Linked DNA regions of Rattus norvegicus: region 2 is linked to region 1. A link is a contact called in public Hi-C data. All regions are on one chromosome and are shown on one strand. The core of a region is the stretch at or near the end of the contact, and the rest is flanking DNA. Distances in the headings are between cores, read along the strand shown. Region 1 holds the start of Tshz3 (teashirt zinc finger homeobox 3). Region 2 overlaps Zfp536 (zinc finger protein 536).

Region 1 (3,965 bases), core at 477-2,976:
AAACGTGTACCCGAAAAAGAAAGAAAGTAAGGAGAAAAAAAAAAAATCCCAGACTGGAAGAAGCCCAAGACATTCCTACTAACCAACTTTGTAAAGGATGCCTCCAAAGTCTTAGAGTTTATTTCGGGTAGATCAGCTCACTGCAAAAGCTTGGAATTTAAAGGAGGAGATGGGATGAGCAGGCAGCATCAGGGAAGAGGTGAGCTCTCTGTAGGGATCTTCGAACTTTCTAAATTTGGGTAACACTGAGTGCAGAAGGAAAACATGCCTTCCTTCTATGCACCAAACCAAGTTAAATCCCCCACCCCACCCCAAGGTTTCTTCACAACACCGTCAGACCAATACCCTTGTGGGAGAAGTACCTTATGGTCCCTTCTCTGTGACTCTGGTAAAGAGGCCAGAGAGCAGCTGAGGTGGGAGCCCCGCTAGTCTGAAGGTAATTGCCACCACCAGCAACCTGCAGAGCACCACCACTAGCCTGTATACCACCAGCACGTGGAACATTACCTCGGTGACCCTTCCTTCTTCCCTCAGCCCTCCCCTCTTTTTTCAAAAGGGAAGTGAAAAGAAAGAAGATTAAAGAAAAGGATTCCTAAGTAACCCTCCCCTTCGGGCAGCATCTGAGCCTCTGCACGTCTTGAGTGTTATTCATATCAAAATACATCACGTCCATATGTGGTCCTCTCTCGGCAAGCCGCCCCAAATCCCTGAAGTTGCACTGACAGGGCCCTCCTGACGTCACGGAGCTTGGCCTCACTATTGCAAGTGATTTATTGATGTTTATTGGGAATGAATAGATCAAAGGCACAGGCATGACGGGCGATCAATCAGTCATCAAATCAAGGGTGGCAACCCGCCAGAAACCCTTCTTCCAGCCAACGTGCCCCCAACCGACATTATTGCAAAATAATGTTCTGTGTGTGGGTTTTGTTTTGTTTTCAATGATTCTCTTTTCCAGAAAAAAAAAAAAATCAGCTCAGTCCTAACAGGAGTTGACGTTCCTGGCAGAAAAAGAGAGGGAGGGGGGAGTACTCAGATATGTCCCAGAACTAAGTGCTAGAAAAGGGTAGGGAGCAGCAGCGGAAAGAGAGGGAGGGGGGTAAGAAGACATTCACGAATGAAGGAAATGTCAGCATCCAACACTGACCTGACAGTCATCTGACAATACACAGACCCAGTGCACTCTGGTTTCCACCGCTGTACCCGGTTTGGGCCCAATAAATGAAGAATCAATCGAATTAGCAGTAAGGTGGCCAGAGGGATCCGGTAGCTCACGCTCGCTCGCTCTGGTCCCGGTAGGCACCGGGTACTGCCCGGGACAACGCGAAAGGTGTCCCAGAGAACTCAGGTGACCCCGCCCGCCCCCCACCGAAAGGCACCGGTTGGAGAGCGCTTCTCCGCTGCAGCCGGATCGGCAGAGGCGGGGACCCAAGCCAGCTCAGTCGTCCCCGGGAGGGTGTGCGAGCCGGTCGAGCGGAGAACATAGCGGGGCAACCGGGGGGCGCGCTCACCCGGGCAGGAGAGCCGCGAGCCAGCCGGGCTCCCGGAGTTACTCTGCGCCCGCAGAGACAGACAGAAAAAGAGAGAGAGGCGAGGAGTGCGGCGAGCAGCGCGGGGGCCGGCGGCCCAGAGGCGCGGCGGGAGCAGAGGAAGAGGAGGAGGACCGGAGGAGGAAGGGGAAGCCGCTCGTACCTGCTGCGCGCCGGGGCGCCTGCTGCTTCCTCCTCGGCATGATGCTTCTCCCGCGACTGCCACCGCCGCCGCCGCCGCCGCCGCCGCCGCTGCCGGGCTGAGCCGAGGGAGGGAGGGGCGGCGGGGGGGGGCGAGGCGGGCCTGCTCGCAGCCTCCCCCCCGGAGAGCGGCCGCCCGCAGGATGCTGCTGCGCCCCGGCTCTCCGCGTCCCCCCCTCGCTGCGCTCCGCCGCGATCCCCGAACGTGCGGAGGGAAGGAGGGCGGGCAAGGGAGGCGCGGGGAAGGAGGAGCGCGAGGGGGAGGAGGAGGCAGAGGAGGAGGAGGAGGAGAAGGAGGAGGAGGAGGAGGACCGCGCTGCCGGCGGAATGGGAAGTTTGACAAATCGCTCCAGAGGCCTGAGGAGGAGGGGGCGGGGAGGAGCGGTCGCCCTGCCCCCCCCCCGCCCCGTCCCCAGACGAGGTGCGCGGGGTTCGGGGCTGGGGGGCGGGGAGTGAAGGAGGAGAAGGCGGGCAGAAAGATGAGAGGAGGAGCCCCGGAGCGACCCCGGCCGGTCCTGCCCCGCTTCCCGCCCCCAGGCAGGGAGGTCAAGGCATCCGGGGGTGGAGGGGGGGGGCGCAGCCGCCGCCGCCGCGGCCCGGGGCTCAGCGGTCCAGTCTTCTGCCCACGGCGCGGCTGGAGCGGCGGCGTCGGCAACAGGCAAGCTTAAAGGAAAAGGAGATGATCGTGTCACTCGCCTGCCCGCGGAGGCGCCCCCAGCCTGGGTCCTGGCCCTGGCCCGGACGCCTGCCCAGGGCCCTCCGCCCAAGTCCAGACACCCGGAGCTAGCCCTCAGTCTCTGCCCCGAGCGTTCTCGCCGGGACGCGGGGTCCGCCCTTCGGAGCCTGTCCCGGGGCGCCCACAGCCCCCGCCCATCTCTCTTCCCCACCCCGGCTCAACCCCGGGCCGCTCCCCGCTGCCCCTCCCGGCCCGCACTCCTCTCAACCCACCGCGTGCAAAGCCCCAGAGCGCTCCACAACTCGGGATGGTACCCCTTCAAAGATGCCAGGGCCCCGGGGGTGCCTTGGGGAGAAGATATGCGGGTTGCCGTGGGTGTGGGCCCTGGGGTTCCTCTCCTGGGACCCACCGTGGCTATCTCCTTCCGTCCTCCCACCCCCCCGCCACAAACTTTCCCAGGTTTGTTTCGGGGGTAAGCGTGGGAGGGGTCACCTCCAAGTTTCCTTTACTGACTTTGGGACGATCACCGTCTCAGCACCCGGCGTCTCGCCCCCTTGGGCTCCTGGCCGCGCCCCCCACCCACGGCGTCGGAGGTTTCTAAGGCGGGAACGGGGGAGGGAGAAGAAACTCCGGCTCCCCTACCCATCCCCCGCCGGGGTGCGCCCAGGACTGGGGAGGTTGCCCCAGATGCTCCTGGCTTAGGGGCAGTTGTGGACGAAAGGGATTGATTATTGATTGGGTGATTGGGGTCGCAGAGGTTCCGGGCAGACTTGGCCGATGTGCCCCGTGAAGGAGGCGGCTGGAAGGCTGTGGTGGCGACCGGGCGACGTGGGCTCACTTACTCTGGTGGTGAGGGCGCGGGTGGGCTGGAATTCAAGCGGGCGACCCTCGAGCGGTGGCGGCGGAGCGCCAGCCAGAGCTTGAGAGGCGCGGGCGGCGGCGCATCGATGCGCTGCGGGCTCGATTGCGTCTCCCTGGGCCAGCTCTTAGGCCGGGAATGGGGCGGCCGCGGCGCAGCGGGCTCCCGGCGTCCGTGGCTGGGGTGGCCTCTGGGCCCCCGGCTCCGGGAGCAGCACTGTATTTCGGCGCGCCGGCTGGGGCCCTAGCACCCACGCGAGCCCCGAGGCCCACAGTCTACCCGAGGGCCAGTGCCCTGCGCCCCAGGACTAGCCGCCTGAGCGCACTGGGAGCTGCAAACCCTGGCCTTCCTTTCTTGCTGCTGCTTTTTTCTTCTTCTTCCTCTTATTTTAAACTTATTCTTCTCTTCCCTCTTCTTCAGCCCTCTCTCTTTTTCATGCTTTCTTTGTGGTTGGTTTTTCAAGTTTGTTTTAAAAGTTCACAGCGTGCTTTCTTTTTCTTGTAGACCAGGAGACCAAGATCTCACCCTACCGGTAAGATCAAAAGTCTCCGCTCGCCCCCGGCCGGCTGGCTTGGGCTGGGTCCAGACGCCTCCCTGAATGCAGATGTGTAGCTGCTGTCCTCCCGGGCTATAAAGCCGGCTCCAGTGCCCAGGCGCTCGGGAGTTGAATTAACCCGGCGTGGATCCCGGGCGGAGCCGA
Region 2 (3,965 bases), core at 878-3,377, 630 kb before region 1:
CTCTGTCCAGAACAGAATTGTAATCTTGAATCTGTGTACTGAAGTGAGTCTGGGAATAGGGTTTCATGGAGTTAATAGTTCATATTCAGGCTCTCTCTCTCTTTCTCTCTCTCTCTCTCTCTCTCTCTCTCTCTCTCTCTGTGTGTGTGTGTATGTGTGTGTGTTTGTGTGTGTGTGTAATGTGTCTTTTGGAAACTGTTATGACATACATGTTTCCATCGGCAGTGTCCACCCTTGTCTGGTTGTTCCTAGCAACCACAGGGCAGTTTTCACTGGATGCCACTAATCCCACCTGCTGCCTTCGGGTCTTATCTTTAACACAGGACCTGGGGGTTCATCTCTGGCTCAGGGCCATTACCTAATTTCAGGAGTCATCCAACACACCCTTGCTTCCCCGAGACACACACTAGACTCTCTTGGAACCTCAGTTTCCACTTCCGGGAACTGGGAGGATTTGCTACCTGGGAGCCACACAAGGGCTGGGCCAGGTTATCTGACATAGCACCAGAATCCTGTCACCAGGACAGCTGCCGTGTCTGACAGACAAACAAAAGGCATGGAGCGCCAGTTAACCTGCAAGCCAGCAGCAAACAGAAATGGTCTCCCCCTTTGGCAATGAGCGTTCTTCCTTTGCCTTCCATTTTACTAAATCATTTCATAAGGCATTTTCCAACAGACACTGGCTAAACATTACGAGTCTTTGATGGCCTGTGGGCTCCCAAGGTTGTTTCTCAGAGCCAGAACAAGGACGGGTGTTCGACTCTGTTTCTGAAGAGAAGGCTGGAGGTGGGCAGGAGGGCAATTTGAACAGACTAACAGTGTCACCAACAAAACCTTGACTATTCTTCCTGAGCAGAGCCAGCTGACTGGCTCTCTGAGCAGGCAGAGTTTGTTGGAATCTTTCTGTATCAAATGGGGACCTGCTCAGGAGACACCCCCCCTTACAAGCTCACAACCACAGGCAGAAGACAGACTGCATCTGGGCCCGTTGTCCTAAGCAGCTGCAGCTGGGGGGAGCCACGCCTGCTGGGGTCCCAGGCCAAATGTAACCGGGAAGATGCAGATAATAAAAATCTACTTGTCACAGAGACATTCCTCAACTGTTAGCAATCAACTGGGGGGTGGGGGGGAGGCGAGCACGAGGGGGTGGGAAATACCGAAGGACATCAAAGAGGGGTCTCGCTCACAACTCTGTTCTGTCTCAAGGCTCTGTAATTTGGGAAGGTTCTGTGCTAAGTAATTTGTGAGCCTCCAAACACACAGGTTATTGTTTGTGGACAGATGGCACGTTGCGTTTTATCGCTTTTCCTTCTGTGGGTCCTCATACGCAGGACTAATGTGCATTCGGAAGTCTTTGTCTCCCGGCTAAAAATCTCTAATCTAAAACAGGCAATCAAGCACAGAGGCAGAGGTTTGGAGGTATAATCAGAGTTTTAAAAGCAAAGGAGAGGAGGGGGGAGGGGGAAGCCGGGAACCAAACTGCAGTCAGCACGCAGATGTATGTGTAGAAGCGGAGAGAGGATCTGCGTATTAAAAGTGGGGGAAAAAATGAACAGGATTCTGAAATGCAGAAGGGAGAGGGCACCCTGTCTTAGCCTTGACCGGCACCTGGGCACCGTCTGGCATCACCCGAGTGTGGCCTCGGCTGACTCGCCATCCAGAATCCGGGGGTCTTTGTTTCTACGTGCAGCGTGGCCGTGGCCGTGGCGGGGCCTGGGGGAGACCCCTTGGAGAAGCTTCGGCCGCCCTCGCGGTTAAATCACGTTGCTACCCAGGAAGGAAGTGCGGCAGAGGAAGAAGTTCACTCCTCTTTTCTTCCTATGGATTTTTCTCCTCCTTTTTATTCTGAAGATAGAATTACTGTTTGTAAGCATCTGAAAGTCATTAGAAGCTCTGCAGTCTGTCAGGTGTCGACGCAAGAAACTGCTGGAATCAAACGGGTGCCTGCACCCAGGGCTGGGGATTTGTCATGTGCTGATGAGGAGTTATAATAATATATGAGCAAATCACAAGCATTCTGCAAATTAATCAAATTCTTTCCCCCCTTCTCCCTTGTCTCAGGGAGAGTGGCTTTGCAGGCAGACGTAGGTGAAGCCAGCTCCACTCACAGATGGTCGCTCTGGCATCAGATGGAATTTATGTAACAGTAATTCTGAGTCCCTGCCAAAGTAGCAGTGAGCACACCAGGGAAGATTGTAGAAGGCGAGTCATGTGGTTCTGCTGAGGTTGTTGTGGGAAGTTTAAGGGGGGAAATCTCGAATTTTCTTTTACTGTTTTTGCCTGAAGGGCCAGAAACGGAACGCCATTCTGCCATGGGCGAAATCCGTCACATCTCTCCTTGCCGACTGCACTGAAACGAGCGAGCGCTTCGCAGCTGTTGCAACTGCTGGCGGTGACAGAGCCCCAGACCCGATCCCCGCCCTCCCGGCTCCTTACAAGATTGAAAGGGGAATGGGTTCACAAGGTGGGCGCAGCCACTCGCTAAGAGGCCGGCCTCTCTCACCTACGCGCGCACCCCTCCCCTTCTGCTTCCCCTGGCATTGCGGAGACCTACCAGGGCTTTTCTTTTCAAGTGTTTTATTAAATGAAGAGTCTAACAACCCTCACTTTAATTACACACGAGCTTCGTTTATAATTCCCCTGGATTTATTCAAGTAGTTGAAAACGACGGTGCTGGTGATTAAACCGATCCTGTTAGTTTAGCAGGGTGTTGGTGTGTGATGTGTGTGTCACAGGGTGCTTGTGCGTACCTGCCTGTGGGTGCTCGTTCTGAGGCCTCCCTGTGCTAATGACACCCCTATCCTGCCTTTACAACCGCCCCCTATGGGACGGTTTGTATGGGACAAAAGGACACAGGAGCTGACCTTCTGGACCCCCTGTGTTAAGGGGCCCTTTCACACTACCTGGCGATTTTTTCTCCCCTCTGCAGAGGGAAATCATAGCAAGATGGCGTGGAGGAGGCTTCGTTATGCAATGGAAGTCCTACAGCTGTGGCTTTGGGTCCCTCCCACCCCCACCCTGCCGGCCCTAATGTAAAGCCCTGCCCATTTGTTTTGGTTTACGTGACTACAGAGAAATAAGTGGATTAGAGAGAAACTTTTGCATGCTTCGTTGCAGCTGCACGCTGACATCTGTCATTCCTCAGCCATCTTCTGGATCATGCCAGCAAGAGAGAGCAAAGTCTGACACGTTTGATTTCCAGAGAGAGCCTTTTATTAAGGGGAAGAAAAGAGAAGAAAGGAATAGCATTTCTTTTGTGACTCCATGAAAGGGAGGTGGGGGGGCTAGCTACCTCTCCTGTGGGCACTATTCATTCATTCATTCATTCATCCATCCATCCATCCATTCATTTGTTCACTGACGGGCATGCCACCACAGTAGCAGCCATCCACGAGCCGGTTGAAAGTTTATGTTTCTGTCCTTTTTTCTTCATCATTTCCTATTGTTCCAGAACTAGCTGCAGGGGATGGAGCATGCTGAGTAGACGCTGCCTTCAAAATATCCTGTCCACACATCTCCGTGGACGAAGGCCCTGGGTGTGGATGACTAGCAGACACCAATTCCTTTATGGACAGGGGTGTCCGTGATCCCCCCTCACACATTCTCTGGCCTCCGTACCTAGACTGGCACCGCATCTGGCAGGATGTGGCTGCTTTTGCCACAGTTTTTAGAGAGGTGCCATCCACAGGAACCCCACCCCACAGGAAACGTGCTAGTTTTGATGAGCGATGTGCGTGCGTAAGTCGTGGGTTCTCACAGATAACCTTGGAGAACAACTTCTGGTAGACTGCCGTTTCAGTGACTGTTTTAGATCTGTCCCCTCCCTCTGACCACTGTGTCTTTCGACAGGGAAGCAATACACAGCACGCCCTTGGCATAAGCCGTGTTACCATATCGGTGTCCCCCTCCCATACCTAAACTCTACCACAAAACAGAAATTAGTAGGAAAAACCGATGTGTTCTTC

Evidence for each region. Hi-C and Micro-C count contacts between places; a contact is called where the count stands out from the background.
Region 2: a Hi-C map of prefrontal cortex shows a contact between it and region 1, with 4 times the contacts expected there. The contact joins the enhancer-like site here to the promoter of Tshz3 in region 1. A contact is called at or near these places in 2 of 12 Hi-C or Micro-C datasets (Schwann cells and prefrontal cortex).

What each region holds. Positions count from the first base shown.
Region 1 is chr1:98,523,345-98,527,309 of GRCr8, reverse strand. It overlaps Tshz3 (teashirt zinc finger homeobox 3), which reads right to left and starts at 1,726. Exons shown (of 2, transcript NM_001107506.1): 1 at 1,693-1,726. LOC108349564 (a long non-coding RNA gene) reads left to right here and starts at 2,387. Exons shown (of 2, transcript XR_001835726.2): 1 at 2,387-3,255; 2 at 3,770-3,965.
Region 2 is chr1:99,155,248-99,159,212 of GRCr8, reverse strand. All of the region lies in intron 6 of Zfp536 (zinc finger protein 536), which reads left to right. Among named protein-coding and RNA genes, the nearest start is that of Zfp536, 440 kb to the left of the region's middle. Within about 2 kb of position 2,127, at least 31 of the 93 cell types and tissues checked have an H3K27ac peak or open chromatin away from gene starts, as enhancers often do. A contact at or near this core is called in prefrontal cortex, where this site is marked.